Linked DNA regions of Sus scrofa: region 2 is linked to region 1. The links are chromatin contacts, called in public HiChIP or PLAC-seq maps. All regions are on one chromosome and are shown on one strand. Each heading gives the region's core, a stretch centred on a gene start, on an enhancer-like site or on the middle of the called end of the contact. The rest is flanking DNA. Distances are from core to core; before and after follow the strand shown. Region 1 overlaps REL (proto-oncogene c-Rel). Region 2 has its middle 52 kb from the start of PAPOLG.

Evidence for each region. HiChIP or PLAC-seq counts read pairs in DNA pulled down with a chosen protein or histone mark.
Region 2: an H3K27ac HiChIP or PLAC-seq map of alveolar macrophages shows a contact between it and region 1. The contact joins two enhancer-like sites. A contact is called at or near these places in 2 of 47 Hi-C or Micro-C datasets (blood and epiblast stem cells) and 1 of 2 datasets of contacts at active chromatin or transcription factors (alveolar macrophages).

What each region holds. Positions count from the first base shown.
Region 1 is chr3:80,891,236-80,897,028 of Sscrofa11.1, reverse strand. REL (proto-oncogene c-Rel) reads left to right here. Exons shown (of 10, transcript XM_005662527.3): 4 at 4,063-4,154. Among named protein-coding and RNA genes, the nearest start is that of REL, 18 kb to the left of the region's middle. Within about 2 kb of position 2,763, at least 2 of the 83 cell types and tissues checked have an H3K27ac peak or open chromatin away from gene starts, as enhancers often do. A contact at or near this core is called in alveolar macrophages, where this site is marked.
Region 2 is chr3:80,970,153-80,975,945 of Sscrofa11.1, reverse strand. No RefSeq gene overlaps it. Among named protein-coding and RNA genes, the nearest start is that of PAPOLG, 52 kb to the left of the region's middle. Within about 2 kb of position 3,560, at least 20 of the 83 cell types and tissues checked have an H3K27ac peak or open chromatin away from gene starts, as enhancers often do. A contact at or near this core is called in alveolar macrophages, where this site is marked.

The DNA.
Region 1 (5,793 bases), core at 1,514-4,013:
GGGATTTGAGCCACGTCTATGATCTACACCATAGCTCAAGGCAACACAGGATCCTTAACCCACTTAGTGAGGCCAGGGATCGAACCTGCGTCCTCATGGATTCTAGTTGGGTTCATTAATCGCTGAGCCATGACAGGAACTCCATAGAAAATATTCTTTAAAAACATTCTTCTTTTACTTACAACACAAAACATAAAATATTTAGTTACACAAACTTGGCAAGAAATAATTCCTGTTTATATTATTTGACCTCCCAATAGCATTTTACATTGTATATTACTCCTCTCTTGAAACATTTTTATTCTTTGATTTCTGATTTTATGAAAACAAACTCTCCTGTTTTACTTCTTACTTGTCTGGCTCTTCCTTCTCAAACTTTTAAATTTTTGGACTACTGTAATTATGTCCAGCAATGCCTGTTGGAACTGTCGTGTTATTCTCAAAATAATGTTTCAGAAGATGTGATTATCAGTGTTTTTCCATTGGTGATATTAATTAGCATTTTGTTGTAAAGGAAAAACTTTCCCATCTTCTCCTACCTCAAAGTACTGTTCTAGACTCATGGATTCTTATATTCAATTTATTGTGATTGAATCCTACTGCATTATCAGCATTATTATTTAGATTTTCAAATTGACCCAAATTTGACCAATGCAAGCCCCTTTAAACTGTTTGCTCTCTCCTTTTGATATTTCCCCTCTTTCTTTGAGCAGTTCTTTACTTTCTGACACAGCAGTGTTTAAGACTGAAGTGTACTTTTCTTGCCCCAGCCTTGAAATCATCAGTTGTTTTTTGTGTGTGTGTGTGTTTGTGTTTGTTTTTTAAGGATCTCTGATGGTTCCTTTCAGTGAGAAATGGTAATAAGTTTGATTTTTTTTTTTTTTTTTTTTTTTTTTTTAGCTTGCACCCACAGCATGCAGAAGTTCCCAGGCCAGGGATCAAACCCAAGCCACAGCAGTGACAACTCCAGATCCTTAACTCACTAAGCCACCAAGGGAACCCCCCCCCCTTTTGGTCTTTTTTAAGCCCTCACCAGTGCCATATGGAGGTTCCCAGGCTAGGGATCAAATCAGAGCTGTATCTGCTGGCCTAAGCCAGAGCCACAGCAACACTGGATCCGAGCCACATCTGTGACCTACACCACAGCTCATGGCAGTGCCAGATCCCTAACCCACTGAGCAAGGCCCGGATTGAACCTGTGTCCCCATGGATGCTAGTCACATTCATTTCTGCTGAGTCACAAGGGGTACTCTGCAACTCCCCTTTTTTGGCATACTCACTTAAATATCTCAAAAGCACCTCAAATAGAGTATCCCCCCAAACCATGATGTTACCCTGATCATAACCTCTTTCATCTCAAAATTGGTCTTCTAATGTACCTTATTTTACTGGTTGCTATAAATGTCCCAAACATAGGTGTCATCCTTAACAACCCCCTCACAGACATGCACACATAGAATTCACTAACACGTACCTCCTAAATAGGTCTTGAATCTCTTCACCTCTCTCAGTGACTTTCGTAACTGTCACGTAGTTGATCACCTCTCCCATCCTAGGCTTCTGTGACATCATGTGTATCTCCTTTATGACACCTGTCAGGGCTTTGGTTTAGCATTTTTGTGTGTGATTACTTAACAACTGTTTCCCTTGATTAGAGAGCAACATAAACATTTTCTATAAAAGTCCAGATAGTAAATATTTTAGGCTTTGTAGGCCCTGTGGTCTCTGTTGCAACTAGTGAACTCTGCCGTTGTGGCATGAAAGCACCCATAGATAACATGCAAACAAAAGAGTTTGTGTTCCAGTAAAACTTTATTTACAAAACAGGTGGTGGTCAAGATTTAGTCTGTGGACTATAGTTTGCCAACCACTGCTCTAGACTCTAAGTTCCATAAGAAGAGGGAGTGTATATTCCCATTACTTACTAGAGCTGTTCGTGCATAGTAGGAACCCCAGAATTTGTGGAATGAGTCTGAATGAATGAAAAATTGATTCACATAATCTCTAATCTCTGTGATCCTTGGATTTCTCATGTCACAATTTCATTGTATGAATTGCAGTCAAATATGATTATTCAGGTGAAGCAATCAATTAGTGTATAAATATATTAAAATGAAGAGTTCTTTAAAGTAAAATCTTTTGTCAAAAAAAAAGTGAGAACCACCTGAAAAATCTTTCAAAAGAGTAGAATACTTTTGAGAAAGAGGATTATGGTTTCAGGATTTCAAAAAAGGATTATGTGTTCAAGATTTTTTTTTTTTTCTCATCTTTTCTAGGGCTGCATCTGGCCAGAGGGAAGATCTTTGTCTAATTTTTTTTTTTTTTGTCTTTTGTCTTCTTAGGGCAGAACCCATGACACATGGAGGTTCCCAGGCTAGGGGTCTAATCAGAGCTGTAGCCGCCGGCCTATACCACAGCCACAGCAACATCAGATCCTTAACCCACTGAGCAAGGCCAGGGATCGAACCTGCAACCTCATGGTTCCTAGTCAGATTCCTTAACCACTGCACCACAATGGGAACTCTCCTATTTTTTAATTATTAGAGGCAGGAGGAGGAAATATTGAAGGTATTTTAGGTGCTAACAAAATCAGGAGTGTGGTGAATATGAAGAGCATAAACATAAGACACCAAAGCATGGAAGGGGCACATAGGGCAAGCGGCCTCCTGTTGCAAAGGGCCATGTGAGGTTTGAACAAATAGTAATGTTATTATAATCAAGTTTTGCTTCCTTATTCACACCCACCCAACTTTAATGATGTCATGGTTTTTCCATGTGGGAACAAGTATGACTGGTGGTGGTAGGGGAGTTCCCACCACCATCATCTATACTGCATAGATGCAAATTAGTAATATTTGTAGCTGTTGAGAAATTTTCCATAATGACATTTTGAAAATGTTGTTAAATATTATTGTTAGTATTAAATATCTCTCTAATGAAAAAATATATATTTAGATGCTTTCTTATGATGATTATTATAACTTCATGTGGTATGGCTTAAGACATATGCCTGTGCTACTAGCAGTGAAGTCATGTGAAGTCAAAAGCTAGATGTTCGTGGAGTGGAAAGACTCAAGTGTAAGGGGACTAGCAACGACTAGTAAACTGGAGAGCCCTGTGTAAACAGGGCTGCAGGTGCTCAGCTCCAGCCAGGTGCTTCTGTGCCAGTTTATTGTTGCCAGACCTTTAAAATGTCCAAGAGAAGCTGGAAGTCCAGATGTTTATATACAGTTAGCTGATTTTTAAATGTTGGTAGTCTATGCACATTTTTTAAAAGTGTAGTCAATACTTTTATGAGTTCAGCAAAACTATACCTTTAGGTGTCAGCCTGTGGGCAGTTTTTTTTTTTTTCACAACTTTTGCTTTACATTACCAAATGTACAGATTTTATTGATTTGATTTTGAATTTGGGAGGTGAATTTTAGCTTTTTGGTGTCACTTTCCTATTATTTCCTATTAATCTTTGTCTGCTTTGCTATGTTAGATTACGCATGTTAGTAAGATATAACTGTAAAAACACTATATGTAAAAATGATACAGTATTGGCTGGAGTTCCCATTGTGGCGCAATGGTTAACGAATCCAACTAGGAACCATGAGGTTGCAGGTTTGGTCCCTGCCTTTGCTCAGCGGGTTAAGGATCCGGTGTTGCCGTGAGCTGTGGTGTAGGTTGTAGACGCGGCTCGGATCGCACGTTGCTGTGGCTCTGGCATAGGCTGGCGGCTACAGCTCCGATTAGACCCTTAGCCTAGGAACCTCCGTATGCCACGGGAAGCAGCCCTAGAAAATGCAAAAAGACAAATAAATAAATAAATAAAGTGATACAGTATATGCTAATTTTCTTTTAACAGTTCCCTTAGAAATATAACCCCATTTTTTATCCTCACATCTTTACCATAGCAATTGGAAATGTATTTCATGCTTTTAATACCCCATCTAACAGTACAATGACTCTTCAGTGTTGGATCTATGCTTGTTTTAGGCAGTATTCTTTAGTAAAACCTCATTTATGTGTCCTTGTGTCTAGCTGTACAGCAATTTGAAAGTTGTGTTTTCTTTCTAGTTTTCAAAATTTGGGTATTCGATGTGTAAAAAAAAAAGAAGTAAAAGAAGCTATTATTTCAAGAATACGGGCAGGAATCAATCCTTTCAATGGTAAGTATGTTTGATACAATTGTTTCTATTATTTGAGTATTGACTTATTTGTATTAAGTGATTTCTATTTGTATCTTGAACCTGTGGGGTTTTTTTATTACATATTTAAATTAAAGTATAGTTGATTGACAATGTGCCATTGAAACTGTGTTTTAAAAGCTGTCTTAAGTTCTCTGTTCACTTACATACGTGTCTTGTGTCAGAGGAATGAAGTGTATTTAAAATGTTTCAGTTTTAAAAGAATTCTCATTCAGACAGAGCTTTCTACTATCAGCAAAGAGTGTCATTTTTTTTCTAAGAAAACCATCTCAAAAATATTCTGATTCTTTGTGAATGTGGCCATCTTTTCACCACTCCACAGACAATATACACTCCCCTCTCTGAATGTTGAGTAGGCACTGTGGTTATAAGGTATTGGAGTACATTTATCTCAAGGGCATATTCAACAGTGTAACCTAAATTAATTCCAGTGTGAAATATATAGTAGAAGCTATATGATATATTTTCGTGGTGTATTTGTGTACACAGCTAAATATCTACTGTTCATTGGATTTTGTTGGGGAGGCACTATCTGGTGTAGCACTTGGTAATTGTGCCACAGTGGCTGCAGAATAGGTGAGGGCTATATTTTTTGAATAGAAAAATGACTCCCAAGCCATATGCTAACATCCTGTACTACAGTAGTCGCCATTGTAAAGTCATCTGTAGCTTCTTAAATATGCATAATTCAAGTACTGAACAGTTATACAATTTCCAAAGAATAGATTTCTTTGTCATATGTAAGAGAGTCTTACATTGTTGGTTTGTGTTTTTCCTGGATGTATGAAGATAATTTAAGGGATATGGTGATAGTTTAATATGCTCGCAGACAAGTACTGTTTTTATGAATTATCAGATCTGCATCTCTTTTCACTGGGTCTTTATTTTTCATATTTAGTATCATACTAAAAGCAAAAGTCCCTTTCTATTCCTTTAGTCTTACCATAAAAGTCTACTCTTAAATTTGATGTAAAATTTTCTAGAATTTCCTTTATACATGTGTCATATGTGTACATGCTTCTTTATACAATTGGAATCATGTTTTACTTCCTAATCTACTACTCCTTTCTTTTCACTCAGGAATATATCTTAAACATCTTTCCATGTTAGTTCTTATATATCTGGCTTACTTTTTAATGGTACTCTATGGTTTGGATAGACTGTAATTTGTTTATCTAATCATCTATTAATAAACATTTAAGTTATTTTCAGTTTACTAAAAAAACTCCATGGGGAGGGGGAAACTCCATTGAGTAGATACTTTGAGCTCTTAATATGATAATTTCCTTAAATTTTCTCTGCCTTCAGTTCCTTATTTATAAAACAGAGCTAATAATAGTACCTACTTCATAGGTTATAAGAATTAAATGAAGTAAAATATGTAAAGCACTTATGTACTAGGAACTATTCAAAGTGCTGTATGAGTGTATGTTATTAATCTCATGCCTCATTCTGGATTGGTAAAAATGAAAACCGCTAAAGCCCCGAACTTCCACAGATGGCCCATCTGCCTTCTTACTCCTGCCTCCTCCTTTTTAATGCTTTCCCACCAGAGTTAGGAGATGTAGATTTGAATTCCAGCTCTGCCATTTGTATATGC
Region 2 (5,793 bases), core at 2,311-4,810, 78 kb before region 1:
ATAGAAAAGAGGTTGTTGAAATGAGCAGAATTAGGAGTTTATAAGATGATGACGTATAAAGCCAAAGAAGCAGATCAGTTGAAGATGCTAGCCAGTAATGGGCTATGGTAATGGAGCTAGAGCGAGGAACAAGAGGTGGTTAGAAGGTCATGACTGGATGTGTGGAAAATGGTAGGCAGCCTCAATGAAGCTGATAAGCTGACTGATGGATTTAAGAGCGAGAGGAACCAAAAGGCCCCAAGGCCTGTGTTCAGAGGGAAGCCATTCTCGGTAACCAGATGACTCAGCATGTGCCCATGGGTGATGGTTTTTTAAACGGAGTGTCTTCTGCCAACTCCTCCAGTCTGACTCAAGCCAGCCTGAGCTGCCTGTATCTCATCACCACAAACTCGTAGCTTCAGCCAGAGAGAACTCCTGTGGTTCTGTTCTTGTCGAGTCTTCCTGGTTGCCCTCCCTTCCACCCTCATCTTTTCCCACACATTCCTTTCCAACTCTCAAGCTCCAGCTCATGCTCTGCATCCTTAGGGAGGTCCTCACAAATGCCTCCTCCTGTTTGAATTAATGCCTCCCACCTCCAGTCCAGTGCTGCACCTGTCATGGCCTTGAAGGTTGCCACACATTATCATTAGGCTGATGGTGTTCTCTGTTTTCTCCATTGGAACACTGGAAGGTACATCCTTAGATCCTTTTTTCTTTCTTTTTTTTTTTTTTGAGGGCCACACCTATGACATATGGAGGTTCCCAGGCTAGAGGTCCACTCAGAGCTGTTGCTGCTGGCCTGCACCACAGCCACAGAAATGCAGGATCCGAGCCGAGTCTGTGACCTACACCACAGCTCATGGCAAGGCCGGATCCTTAACCCACTGAGCGAGGCCAGGGATCAAATCCACGTCCTCATGGATGCTAATCGGGTTCATTAACCACTGAGCCACGTCAGGAACTTCACGTCCTTAGATCTTTAGGTAGCTGATGTTCCCAGCAGAGTGGCTGATTTGCAGTCAGTGCTCCATACTCAATTGGATAAAGCAGTTAAATAACACAGCTGAAGACACTGAGCAGTCAGTCAGTCTGCCAGAGGATCTCAGAGCTACTGTCCACGGCAAGGGAGATCGTCCAGGTTTGGCAAACTAAGGCTCAGAGGTCCAGACTTGGCCAAGACTTGTGCCTTTACTCCTTCCTAGTGTCTCATCCAGTCTAGAGACTAAAATCCATCAACATGCTGATAATTCCCAGGATTCCTCTCCAGCCCAGAGCGCTCTGTGAAGTCTACGCACAACTCCCATGGCCCTGCAGCATCTCTCACAGGCCTCTCACAGTCACATCATCACAAACTCCTGATTCCTCCCCCAGATGTGCTGCTCCCACAGTTCTCTTCATCCTAGTAAATGGCAATTCCAATCTACTAGTCAGAACTCTTCTCTTTCTCACACCCTCCCCCAGTGGTCCTACCACACTTCATTCCTGTCAGCTCCACCATCCAAGGGCCTCTAAATCCAACCACATACTCCCCTGTTTCCCGAACCCTTGACCAGCGCCTGTCACCTGGATTACTGCAAGCCCCAGATGGCCTTGCCTGATGGGTCTCCTGTCAGTCACCACTCTGATTTTAAAAACCGCTTTTACAGATGCAACTTACAAACAACACGGCTTGCCTGCTGCCTACAATGTACAACCCATATGGCTTTCAGCACATTCCCAGACTCAGTGGGGCCATCATCTCAGGGAATGTGAGAACACTTCCAACATTTCAAAAAGAAACTCTGTATCCCCTAGCCACCTGCCTCCCCCAACCTCCCCATGTCTCCCAGCCTAAGAAAACTGCCTTCTGTTTCCCTGGATTAGTCTGTTGTGGATACTGCCTAGAAACAAACCTCTTTGAGGTTCTCGCTTCCTCCTGAACCCCCCTTCTCTATGCCTCCTCCCTCTTCCTCCCCTACCCACACGCTGGCCTCCTGGTGCTCCCAGAACACTCCCTTATCAGGTCCCCTCCACCTGGATCCACACTCCCCAGATCTCTGCATGGCCACACGCCATGTCTGCTGTCTGCTCGGATGTCACCTTCTCAGCCCAGGAAGGCCTCCCTGACCTCCGCAGAAAATGCCATTCCCATCATTCCCTGACCCGTACGCCCTACTTCCTTGCTCCACATCACTAATTATTCTATATACCACTTATGCAATATAGAAATCTAATCTATAATTTATATATTATGTACATATTTTTTTTTGTCTTTTTTTTGCTATTTCTTGGGCCGCTCCCGCGGCATATGGAGGTTCCCAGGCTAGGGGTCGAATCGAAGCTGTAGCCACCAGCCTACACCAGAGCCACAGCAACGCGGGATCCGAGACGCGTCTGCAACCTACACCACAGCTCACGGCAACGCCGGATCGTCAACCCACTGAGCAAGGGCAGGGACCGAACCCGCAACCTCATGGTTCCTAGTCGGATTCGTTAACCACTGCGCCACGATGGAAACTCCATATATGTATATACATATACAGAATATATGATATTAAGTGGACGTGTGTGTGTCCACTTAGTATCATTTTTTTCTTTTTATAATGGCCTGTGTCCTCCTGCCATCCATGGAACAGAAGCTCCAGAGGGAAGGGTGTTATCACTTTTGTACCTTCAGTGCCTTGAACAGCACCTGAAATGTACTCTATAAATATTACCAAATGAACAGCAGAAATAGAACTGGAACGTGAGTCTGTCGGACTCCCAAACCTGTACCGTTAGTCACAGGACTCTGCAGATCTTAGAAAATGGGGCGTATGTGAACAGTGGCAAAAGGCAGAAAGGTCTAATGTCCACGCTCAGCGCGGTGGAGGCTGAGGTACATGGTTGCCCAGGTCTGCCCTCAGCACGGGGTGTTCATTACCCCAGCTCACAACCACATCCTCAGGACCTGCTCTGCCCCTTTTCAGAGCAGCCTGTATCCCACGATCAATGTGGACTGTAAAGCCTGCCCAGGCTCTAATCGTCAAAGGCCATTCCGGCTCCCAACCTCCTTGGGAATCGGCTGAAGGCTTTGTTGTGACAGCATGGACGTTCTCCTTTTTCTTCTGTCCATCCTGCTTCCCTTCCTCCCCCAACAGGAACTGACCTTGAGATCATTCCCCTATAAGCTTTGTATGGGCAAATCTCTGTGGCAGAGCCTGCTTCCTGGGGAGCCCGACCTGTGGTGTTCAGAATAAATCATCCAGTGACCTTCCAGAAAGGTCAAAGGAGCTTTAGGAAATGGGGCGCAGGACAAATAAGCTGGGCCTTTGAAAGCTACGCCCCAAACCAGAAGAAGCGACCCTACATGTGTCTGCACAAGCTAGGCTCATCACATCCCTTTTAACGAAATAACCTGGAAAGGAAAAGAATGTTGTGTGCATGACCCAGGACCACCACCATGGCTCTGGAGCACGCCTCATGTGAAAGCAGCTCCATTTCTTGGCCACGCCGAGCTTAGCTTGGGTCCCTGTCTGTGCTGTGACCTCACCCTGCTGAGCCAAATGTACAGTAACTCATGAGTCATTGGGCTCAATCAAAATTTCCTCTTCGCTGCATACCCCGCCCCCACCCAAGGACAGTGGTTATCTCCACCTTCCCCTTCTGGAGCTCGGCTGCTGAGTGGGAGAGAAGAGGGGAGGGGAAAACGGGTCAGTCAAGAAATGACAACCCCAAGGGGGCAGCAATATCCCTGCCTGAAGTCCAGAGAAGAAGAGGCAAAAATTATTTAAATGTACTTGCCTTCAGGTGAATAAAAGTAAGAAAGTAGTCCCCTTTCTAGTGTGGGAGCAGCTTGAGGGCGGGTATCAGTTATCATAAGCAATAGTATAGGCCATTCATAAGACCATGAGTTATAAAGCTCTGTTTGGGGCACGTCCCATATATTCACTAGTTTCATCCTCATAACAACACTATGAGGTAGGGACCAATACCATCACCCCCATTTTACAGAGGAGGAAACTGAGGCACAGAAATCTTAAGAAGAGCCTACTAAGGCTGCCCAGATTACAGATGTGTACCTATCACACTGCCAGTGTGTGTAATTCAGGGCCAGAGTCAGTGCCAGGCTTTGGTGGGGTACATCGCCCCAAGGGCCCTTCTCACAGCTAATCACATAAGCCTCAGGGGCCAGTAGGGGTGAATGGCCCCCCAGAAACCCAGGTTGAAGAGAACAGGGGTTAAGGAGAACTGCAGGGCTTCTCTCCAAGCCCCGTTCTTCCTGTCTGGTGTCAGGGCAGTGTGCATCTCCCCATGGTTTGATTCATGGTGTCTGCTTTCTCTTTGATGCATTCATTCTTTCCAGATTTTTGACTATCTTTCCATTTGCTCACAAGGGAAGGCCTTCTGGGGCGGAAACATCACGCATGACTTAAAGGAGAACAATGGGTGCTGAGGGGCCGAGGAAGCCTGAGTGTGGTGGCTGTATTGTGGTTCCACAGCTTCCTCCAGGCAAGATCTGATCTTACATGACACCCAGCAGGGCCGAGGGAGACATTCATCACTTCCTCCTCAACAAAAGGTGCTAATAAAAGAAACTTTTCCTCTCATGGGCCGGTTAGCCACTGTGTTGATTAGAGCAAGATCTTAATGGATTGTGAGAGTTCCCGCTGTGGCTCAGCAGAAATGAACCAACCAGTATCCAGGAAGATGTGGATTCTATCCCTGGCCTCGCTCAGTGGGTTAAGGATCCAGCATTGCTGGGAGCTGTGGTGTAGGTCGCAGACACGGCTTGGATCTGGCATTGCTGTGGCTGTGGCGTCAGCTGTAGCTCCAATTAGACCCCTAGCCTGGAAACATCCATTAGCTGGACCTGTGGCCCTAAAAAACTAAAAACAAAACTTTAGAGATTGTGATTATTTACTTGTCCTTTCAGAGTATTCTTTTCCTTGAACCTACAAGCACCATCCCTTCCCAACATACACAGAGAAGCTTAGCTGTATTTTCCTTGGGTACCTCTGGGTAGTGTTGTTTATTCCCAAGTTACCCTCCAGGACCACAAAGAGTGAGGATCTTCCTAGGTTTCAGATTTTGGAGATGTGAGAATGTCTAGGTCTAGCTAAATCAGTGTTCCCCAAGCTGTTTTCATTATCACCCCCTAAGGAGACTTGTCAAATATTTTTTTTTCCTAATGGTCCTTCTCCTCATGACATTACTGGATATCAGCATATCTCAGGGTCATGAACCACTGTAATTTCTAAGATTTTTTTCCCCACATCTTTGCCCCTCCTGCTTCTCTCCACCTAAGAGACACCTTGGGGGCAATCTCTCCTGTTAAGACTGCATGAGCTAGAATCAGCAACTGAGTTCTCAGCCCTGGCACGTTCTTCCTTTTAGGTAGTGATTGCTGACATCCTGCACTAGCACTGCATTTTGTGCTCCTGTTTGTAAATAAATTCCCATCTACCTCCTGCAGTCAAAACTTAAGCCTAGGAGTTCCTGTCATGGCTCAGTGGTTAACGAATCTGACTAGGAACCATGAGGTTGCAGGTTCGATACCTGGCCTTGCTCTGTGGATTAAGGATCCATCAGTACCAAGAACTAAACAGACAGTTCTCCAAAGAAGACATACAGATGACCTATAAAACACATGAAAATATGTTCAACATCACTCATTATTAGAGAAATGCAAATCAAAACCACGATGAGGTACCACCTTACACCAGCCAGAACGGCCATCATCCAAAAGTCTACACACAATAAGTGCTAGAGAGGGTGTGGAGAAAAAGGAACCCTAGTACACTATTGATGGGATTGTCAAATGGTGAAACCACTGTGGAAAACAGTATGGAGATT